2 separate regions of the Drosophila melanogaster genome follow, and region 1 is linked to region 2. Evidence: chromatin contacts called from public Hi-C data. All regions are on one chromosome and are shown on one strand. Each heading gives the region's core, a stretch centred on a gene start, on an enhancer-like site or on the middle of the called end of the contact. The rest is flanking DNA. Distances are from core to core; before and after follow the strand shown. Region 1 holds the start of cyst (cysts). Region 2 holds the start of CG33695.

The links. Hi-C and Micro-C count contacts between places; a contact is called where the count stands out from the background.
Region 1: a Hi-C map of the Kc167 cell line shows a contact between it and region 2, with 5 times the contacts expected there. The contact joins the promoter of cyst here to the promoter of CG33695 in region 2. A contact is called at or near these places in 3 of 107 Hi-C or Micro-C datasets (the D17-c3 cell line, the Kc167 cell line and eye imaginal disc).

The regions. Positions count from the first base shown.
Region 1 is chr2L:19,507,462-19,511,453 of dm6, reverse strand. cyst (cysts) reads left to right here and starts at 2,690. Exons shown (of 2, transcript NM_165305.5): 1 at 2,690-3,964. The coding sequence starts at 3,268. Hasp (Hig-anchoring scaffold protein) reads left to right here. Exons shown (of 17, transcript NM_136134.7): 12 at 1-26; 13 at 81-226; 14 at 372-486; 15 at 549-667; 16 at 724-883; 17 at 1,317-2,501. The coding sequence ends at 2,295.
Region 2 is chr2L:11,275,564-11,280,030 of dm6, reverse strand. CG33695 reads right to left here and starts at 2,010. Exons shown (of 3, transcript NM_001032079.2): 1 at 1,901-2,010; 2 at 1,546-1,637; 3 at 49-1,276. The coding sequence starts at 1,918. The coding sequence ends at 568. It overlaps cana (CENP-ana), which reads right to left. Exons shown (of 11, transcript NM_001032076.2): 5 at 3,956-4,467; 6 at 3,694-3,894; 7 at 3,483-3,632; 8 at 3,175-3,426; 9 at 2,835-3,110; 10 at 2,656-2,776; 11 at 2,185-2,590. The coding sequence ends at 2,696.

The DNA.
Region 1 (3,992 bases), core at 1,441-3,940, 8.2 Mb before region 2:
TTAACGGATGGCGCCCTGGTCTACAAGTGAGTGGCAGTTTCTCAGAGTCATGATCTGTTATTAGTCCTTAATCTTCGAAGGAATGCCGATCATCCAGAGCTGGATGGCGCCTACGAGAGCGGCACGGAGATCTTCTTTAACTGCATCCCAAATGCGGCTGGGGATCGGCAAACGTGGCGCATCATATGCGACAATGGACTGTGGATAGGGCGATCCTATAATTGTGGTGAGTTTTAAATAAAGCTAAATTACATTAGAGTAGCAAACTAAATTATTACTCAAATTATGTCCATTCATATGTCAGTCCGTATGATACATAGATAGCATGGAAAAGCACCTCTTTAATTATCCCTAATCCCTAATCTTTTTAGAAAACGGAACGTGTGTGTTCAGAAACAATGAGGCTAATGTGGTTAGTTTCTACAACGACCTGGAGATCCGAGAAGACGTGGTGGACTTTCCCCCAGGAGCCACCATCATATCGAGGTGAGGCATTGAGCATAAACAGACTTTGTTCAATTGTGATACTTACTTATACTTACTCTCAGATGTATGGACATCGGAAAGTTCTCGTTCATGGGCAGCCACGAGAGGACCTGCATCCACTCGGAATGGACCAACACCAAGCCCGTATGTTCCGGCCTAAACCAGGAGAACGACTATGCGAGTAGGTATCCAATATCCGAGTGCGGGATAGTTAATCTGACTTGAGCTCAAATCCAGTGGAGAAGGCACCGACCATCCTCTTCCGCCACCAGAACGGACCCATCGCCCAGAGCAACGATGGCAAGCTGATTGTCTATCCGGGAACCACTCTGCACATGGAGTGCCTGTGGATGCGTCGCTTCGGGAATCCCAAGTGGAACGTCAGTCACACGCACAAGTGGGTATCGGGTGGTTAGGCACGCTAAAATAACTTTAAAGTTGCTAATTAATTTCAGCAAGGGGTATGTTCATAAATTATTTGCGTCTGAACTTCAAATTAATGTGTATGGTGTATCTCGTTATTGGACTATAGGTTAAATTTTTAAAAGCAGCAATTAGGTATTTGAATTGATCATTAGATCGTTTGACTTTAGGGATTTCTTATAAACATTTATTTTTATTTCTTTAAGGGTTATTTATACTATAAAAGGCAATGATCAGCAGGGTCTGGTTCTGGGAATCTCTTGGAATAGCCCTTCTCTTATCTACACCTTTTATTTTATAGGTACTCAAAACAATCTAAACATATTTGAACCTGGTTAATGGGAGATACCTTTGGGAAACCGTCCTCCATGTGGTAAACTCCACTAATGAATCTCTGCGTCTTGCAGGAACTACACAGAGGGCTGGGTAACCGAAGCGGATGAGGGCCGCGACTCTACACTGGAATACCGGCTGAGCATTGTGGATGCGGCCAGCGACGACTCCGGGTTCTATTCGTGCATGACCCCAGCTCGGCATGAGCACACCGTGGAGGTGGTGGTGCGGGCCATCAACTGCCCGGAGATACCGATGCGACGCGGCCTGATCGTGAACACCAACGATACTAAGCTGAGCACGCGGGCGCTGCTGTCCTGCGCTAACGGGAACTCCTTGATTGGCGCCTCGGAGCTGTTCTGCCTACCGAGTGGCAATTGGAGCGCACCGTTGCCGGTCTGCGAGAGCGTCGAGTGCGGCGACATCCCGCTGGGAATGGGCAGCAACGCGAGCTCGCCCCGTGTGTCCGTGCTGTCGCGCGAGGTGGGCGGCCGGGCGGCCTTCTCGTGCGCCTCCGGTTACGGGCTGCGTGGTCCGGCGGAGGCGATCTGCAATCCGACGGGCGAGTGGTCAGCGCCGCTGCCCACCTGCGTCGAGGTGCAGTGCGACAATCCGGGGGCGCCGCAAAATGGTTACGCCCAGGGCTCAGCACCTTATCGTGCCGGCGACGTGGTCCAGTTCAATTGCAATCCCGAGTACATGATGCAGGGCCAGCCGATCATTGCCTGCCAGGATAATGCCAGGTGGTCTGGCGGGCTGCCCAAGTGCGTGCAGGCCTGCTCGTATCCGGGCACCGTCATCAGCGGCAGGATGTCCTCCGTCAAGTTCTACTACGCCATCGGCGAGAGCATCACGTTCACTTGCGATGCCGGACTGGATCTGCGCGGCTCCAAGGTGCTCAAGTGCCTTAAGAACGGCAAGTGGTCCAGTGCCATTCCCACGTGCGTGACAAACGAGGGTCCTGTCGGCGGAGGAGGAGGAGGAGGAGGAGGCGGCGGCGGAGGATCCGGATCCGTGGCCACCAACAAGCACCTGGCCACCACCATGGGCTAGAGCGATTCGGATTGCCGGTTGCTTCAGAGTGATACTAATACATATTACTACCTACTAACTAATGCACATTCCAGGCGCACAGTCACGCGTTTACCAACTAGTAACGCCATTCTTGCGATTCAATTGTAACTGTAGCGTAACTGTAGCCCTGTACTGTATCGCACGGCCATCATTTTACTTTCAATAAATGTTCGTCGAATAAAGACAAAAGTTCTTCTGTTTTAATTATATTTTGATTTCCGTTACATAGTTAGGATTAAATTTGAATTCAAATGTAGTGTTGTTAATCGGAATCGGAATGGTTGGGCGCTTCTTTTCAGCACTGGTTATGTTAGCGACAGCGCTGTTAAATGTAAAGTGTGCCGCCGTCATGGTCACACTGCCCGACTGCTGGCGATAGTATCGGGTAAGCATCGATATAAGTTCCAACCCCAGCTCGAATCGCATTTAAATTTTAAAACGCTGGCAGAAATCTCACTAGCTTAAGATTCCGTTTAGTTTTCGGTTAAGTGCAACGGCCAGTATTCCCTTTCCCGCACGCGAAGCACCCGTTCGAATTTATCGTTTAAAACTCACGCATTCCCCTCGCCCACGCACTGCTGTTGATGCTGCTGAGCTGCCGTTGTTGTTGCTGTTGTTGCTTCCACTGCTGTTGTGTGGCTGCTGTTATTGTGGTTGTTGTTGGTGCAAGGACAAGTGACGTCCTTCGAAAAAGGCGCAACAATTTACGTCGCGCAACAAGGTGTTTTCGGGGGTGGCGGGAAAATCAATAAATAGCAAAAAGCAAGTGCATACACAAGTGTATATGTACGTATGTACACACATATATGCATGTATGGTGCCCGTCGCGGTTGAGTGTGTGTGCGTTGTATACTGAAACTTTCTTTTTCTAGGCAGCCAGCTGTAAAATAGAACACAGTCGCTAAACAAAGGAAATTGGCCCAAAACGCAGAGAATTCAGTAGACCCTATTATGGACAACGCGGGCGAGGACAGCGACAATGATGTGGTCACCGATTTTCTGAACTCCAACTGCAGCGAGTCCTCGGAAGCGCTGGTTAATGGTGGCTCTACCAACCGAGGCGCCTCCATCGAAAGCCAGAACTATTGCATACCCGTAATAAACGCACCCGTTCCTGGTCCAGCGCGCGCCCCCATTGCTCCGCCACCAGCATCTAATCCTGCCAGCAACACCATCAATAACAACAACATGATACCCACCATAAATGTGACGCCACACAGTCCCGCCCTGGCCTCCAAGTACAACAACATATTCGAGGACACGCTGAGCCAGCTGCAGAACATCCGCGAAACGGTCGTCCAGATGAAGAACTCCTCCTCGCCTAGCCAGCACATGCAGGACGGCAGCTTGGCCAATCATGGACTGCTCAGCGCAGCTATACTGAGTACTTCGCTGCCCGATCTTACGGGGACGGGCACGGGTCCCGCGTCCGGTGGCTCCAACTACGCCATGTGGTCTTCCACGGCACCGCAGCAGTGCCAGTTTCTTCACACAGACCGCCGGAAATCCTGGACAGCCGTGGACGATGGCAGCGGCGCTGGCGACTGCACCAACAAGAGCGTCAGCCTATCCAGCCTGGACAGCGAGGAGCAGGAAACCATTCGCGTCACCGAGCAGCGACGAAGGTCGGCCAGGAACAGCACTGGAGGTAGATATGCACTAAGGTTTCGGGGGTG
Region 2 (4,467 bases), core at 761-3,260:
TTGAGTTTGCATTGGGTGCTTTAAAAATATAATTATATATATGCTTTTATAATACAGTCTGATCAAAATAAAAGTATGAAGTACAAATTACAGCAATGAGATTGTAGAAGCCATTGCAAATAACTAAATTTCTACGCTCCTTGGGCTTTCCTAACTCCAATAAAATCCCAGAGATCGCCGAATCTTAAAATAATGCTCGTTTATTCACTCTCAACTTACACGATCGTCGTTATGTACTTTGCACTATTGTGTCTTGCGTAAATTTAAGTCTAGGCGGCGCATATACGCTCCGCAATTAATATCTACGCTCTGTGGCTGGCGATCCACAGACTCGTCCTCCACATCGCACAATTCATTTGTCATCCGGGGCCCGGAACAAGGTGATTTCAGGGTATATCAAATATGACAACACTTAACAGTTTAGACTTAGGGCTAGGGCGGCATCTCAACCTTTTTGCTTAAGAGTTCTCGATCTGGATTTGTAGCGGTTCTGTTCCAAGTTACGTGATTCGTTCTGCGGCCGGAGATCTAGTAGAAGAAGTCCAGCCCGTTCCGAGGGCTCGAACCTCACCCGGCCACCTCCTCGCTGACAAAATCCAGCTTGACCACCTCTGCGGGCAGGCACTCCTCCACGTCCACCTCGTTCTCCTGGACATTGATGCGATTGAGGGTCATGGACACGTCTGGTCCGCACTTTAAGCCTGCTGGCGCCCCTGCTGGCGATCCTACTGTCGCCGCTGCCGCTGGAGGATTGGAGGTGCTAACCACATCGTCGGCAATCACCACCGTGGGCGAGAGTACTGTTGGAACAGTGGACACTGCCGACACAACGGGCACCACGATCTGCGTCGACGAGCAGGTGGACACCATATGTGGCTGCTGCACCACTGTCGCCGTAGTCGAAGTGGGCTGCTGGATAATGATGTTCTCCGTGATGGTGGGCGTGTTGTTGGCCGTCGAGGCTGCAGCCTGGGCTGCCGCTAATGCCGCAGCCTTCTGCATCTGCTGGTACTGCTTAACAGTCACCGTCGTGCCCGTCGTAGTTGTATTAGACTGTGGATGCAGGATGATCTGCTTTGGCTGCGCCACCAGCTGTACGTGCTGCACGATTGGCTGTGACTTGAATACTTGAGGAGGTGGCTGCTGAAGGGGCTGCTGCGGCTGCTGTTGTGGCAGCGTCTGGAGAACGTGTTGCACCTGCTGGACGGGCACTTGCTTGGCGGGAATGCCGGCGTCCTCGAAGGCCTTCTTCTTCAGCGCCTGGCGGATCTGAGAACTGCAATGGGGAAGGTCAATTAAAACTAGCACGTACACACTGGGCAGCCGGTTCCCTCGCCAGGAGCACAGGATCACTTACACGGTGCGGTTCTTGATGCTTAGGCTGATCTTGGTCAGGTCGTCGGAGAAGCGCATTATGGACGAGTGCAGCATGTCGATCTCCTCGTCCGTCCACTTCCTGCAGCCGTGGCGAGGGAACAAGGCACACAGAAACACTCCGATTAGTGTCCACAAAACTCGCGACTCCACCGCATAGAATCAACTTACCCCGATGGCGACTCCGCATTGGGATGCAGCTGCATGGTTAGATCGCCCAGTCTGCTGAACGCCTGTCCGGCGGCCGTGAATATCTCCCCCACCTGCAAGTGCATGCGGATTTGCATCCGGAGTCAGTTTGTTGTTACCGCGTGCAAATTCAAAACAAACGCACCGCCCCTGCCCACCGCCCGCCGGCCCACTCACGGTGGAACAACAAATTTCCCACTCGCAGGAGTGAGACAAACGAATGACTCTCGACTCTCTCCCGCGCCGCCTTTTTCTCGCTTGCAACGCGCGGAGGCGCTGGCGACGGGATCAACGCGGTCGGAGCTGCCGGCGGATGTGGTGGAGCGGCTGAACCTACCTTGATTGCCGAGTTCATGGCCTTTTTTCGCGGGGCGCTGTTTTTTTGTCGTAATTTTACGTAGTTTTGCGTCCGCAGCTATTCAACACTGACGCCGTACACAACACTCAAGCGGCCGTCAATTTTCCAATGCACAACACTAGAATATGTATTTGCGCTACTATCGACTTATCGATTGGTGCAATCGGGAATTCAAACAAGAAGCGTTATGCTTATTTAGATTTACATTTAAGTAATTTATGTCTTTTATTATTAGAACCAGCAACTTATGCGAATCTGATTTTAACATTAAGAAAATGTAAATAGTTTATTCAATGCTATACATATGAACCAAATATTATTACACATGATGAAGGAAACATTTCTTAATTAACAATATTTAACTATTTATCGAATTTAACTATTAAACAAAAACCAGCATAATACAGATTTAAATTTAAATACTACGATCACGATTGTTTTTGTAATTTTTGTATTGATAGTATTTGACAAATACTTAGGGCGTAAATATAAATAGAAAACTTTATGATGTGGAATTCCACCGTTTGCAAGATAACACCTAACAAAAGAAATCCCTAATACTTGGATAACATTAATCATCTTTTTTATCATCGTTGAACTCAACGTTTTGCCTCCAGTCCGAACTCAGTCTTTGTTTGCAGCTCCGCTGCTCGCAGTGGCAATTGCCACCTGCAATATTAGTTAAAACCACATAAAGTTTAGACGATTTCGCGGCCAAGCAAACCTTAACTTACCTAAAGGAACGGTCGTAGTTCCGCCGTCACGTAAGTCGTTTCAGCAAAACTGCTTACGGTTCTCATCGTAGGCCGTCATCCGTCGATTCTTCCGCTCCGCAGTCTCTAGGCTGCTGGATTTCTTTACGAGAGAAATAAAAAAAATATTACATGCTTGAAATTTAGAAGATCATACGTACCTTTGGCACACATTCAGCGGAATTGCAGTCCAGGGGCTTCTTTGTTGCTGGAACAGCTGCAGGAGTCGGCGATCCATTCGAGGAATTCAACTCAATGGACACATCGCCTCCGTTCACTTTTTGCGTGTGTAAAGCCGGCAGTTCGCGCTTTAGCTTAGCCAGGAGCTCGGTGACTGTGCACAACTTCTCCTCAAGATTACGCTTGTCTTCTAACAGGCTAGAGATGGTGCCGTCCATGCGTTCCTTCTCCGATCGAAAGTTGATTTCCCTGGTTTTCTAGGCGATTTAAAGAGAAAACATTAAGCTATTTTATAAGAGCCTTTGATTGCAATTATTCTACCAGAGTTGATCGTAGTTCTTCGTACTCCCTCGTACGTTTATCAACCTTCTGTTCCATCTCGAGGCTTCTTTTATTGGCCGCTTCTATGGCTAAACTTTGCTTAATCCATGCCTTTCGCAGTGATGTAAAGGCGGTTTCATTGGATTTCAACTGGGCGTCAAGTAGTGCGTTTTTCCCATTCTTCTCATTAATAACAGTCAGCCTTTCCTCTAACTCTTGTTTATTCTGTTGCAGTATAAGTTCCTTTGATTCCTAAATAAATATTTCATTAGCGACCGAATAACCTACAAAGACAAGTCTAATATTACCAATGTTGAACGGAGCTTTTCGCAATCCTCTTTGAGCGCCTTGTTACCCGAACTCAACTTTTCCTCCATCTTGCGGTTTTCCTCCTTTAGATTAGAAATTGTTTCATCCAACAGTTGCTTTTGCGTTTGGAAATATTCTTCTTTGGATTGCTGAAAAATTTTAATTACCTATATTGTAATCAACCAGATAGATTACCAGATTAATTATTACCAGATCGGAACGTAAGCTCTTGCACTCTTTTGTGAGATCGTGAAGATTCTTCTTCATTTCGAGATTTAAATTATTTGCTGCTGTTATGTCTGATAGATAATTTTTCGAGGTTTCTAGCAATTGCTCATTATGCAACCGAAGATCGGATATAGTCAAGTTCAAAGTTTCCCTTTCTTTTAGGAAATCATTAGTTTGAGCTTCCTGGTATAGAATAAAATATAATAGAATACAAAAGTGAAGGCGTTAAATAAATAAAACTTACCAGATCGGATCGTATATTTTCGCAATCCTTGGTCACTTCGCCAAGCTCCTTGGATCGGCGATCGATTTCTACTTTCTTGGCTCGAAGCTGCTCTTCGAGATCGAGTTTGGTTTGTTCCAGTTTGTCAAAATCTTCTCGTAGAGAGGAATTGAGCTTTCGCTCCTTATCCACCATGTTCTGTAGTTCCTGAGCATCTTTTAGCTTTCTTTTAAGCTCTTCATTTCTAGACTCTAGATGGTCTCTTACTTCTTGCAGAGATTTTAGTTTAATCTGAAGCTCGTCTACTGAACCCTTAATATCAGCAATCTTTTGTTTAAACTGACCTTCCTGGGCAGACATATTTTCCTGTACTGCTTTAAGACTATTTTCCAGGCCTACTTTTGCTTCTCTCACTGTTTTATTTTCATCAATGGCGTCCTTGAGCTCAGAGCGAAGCTGTTTAATCTCTGAATCTCGGCCGGAAATTCCTTCTTGTAAAGCAAGCTGTTCAGCATGCAAACGCTCCACTTTCT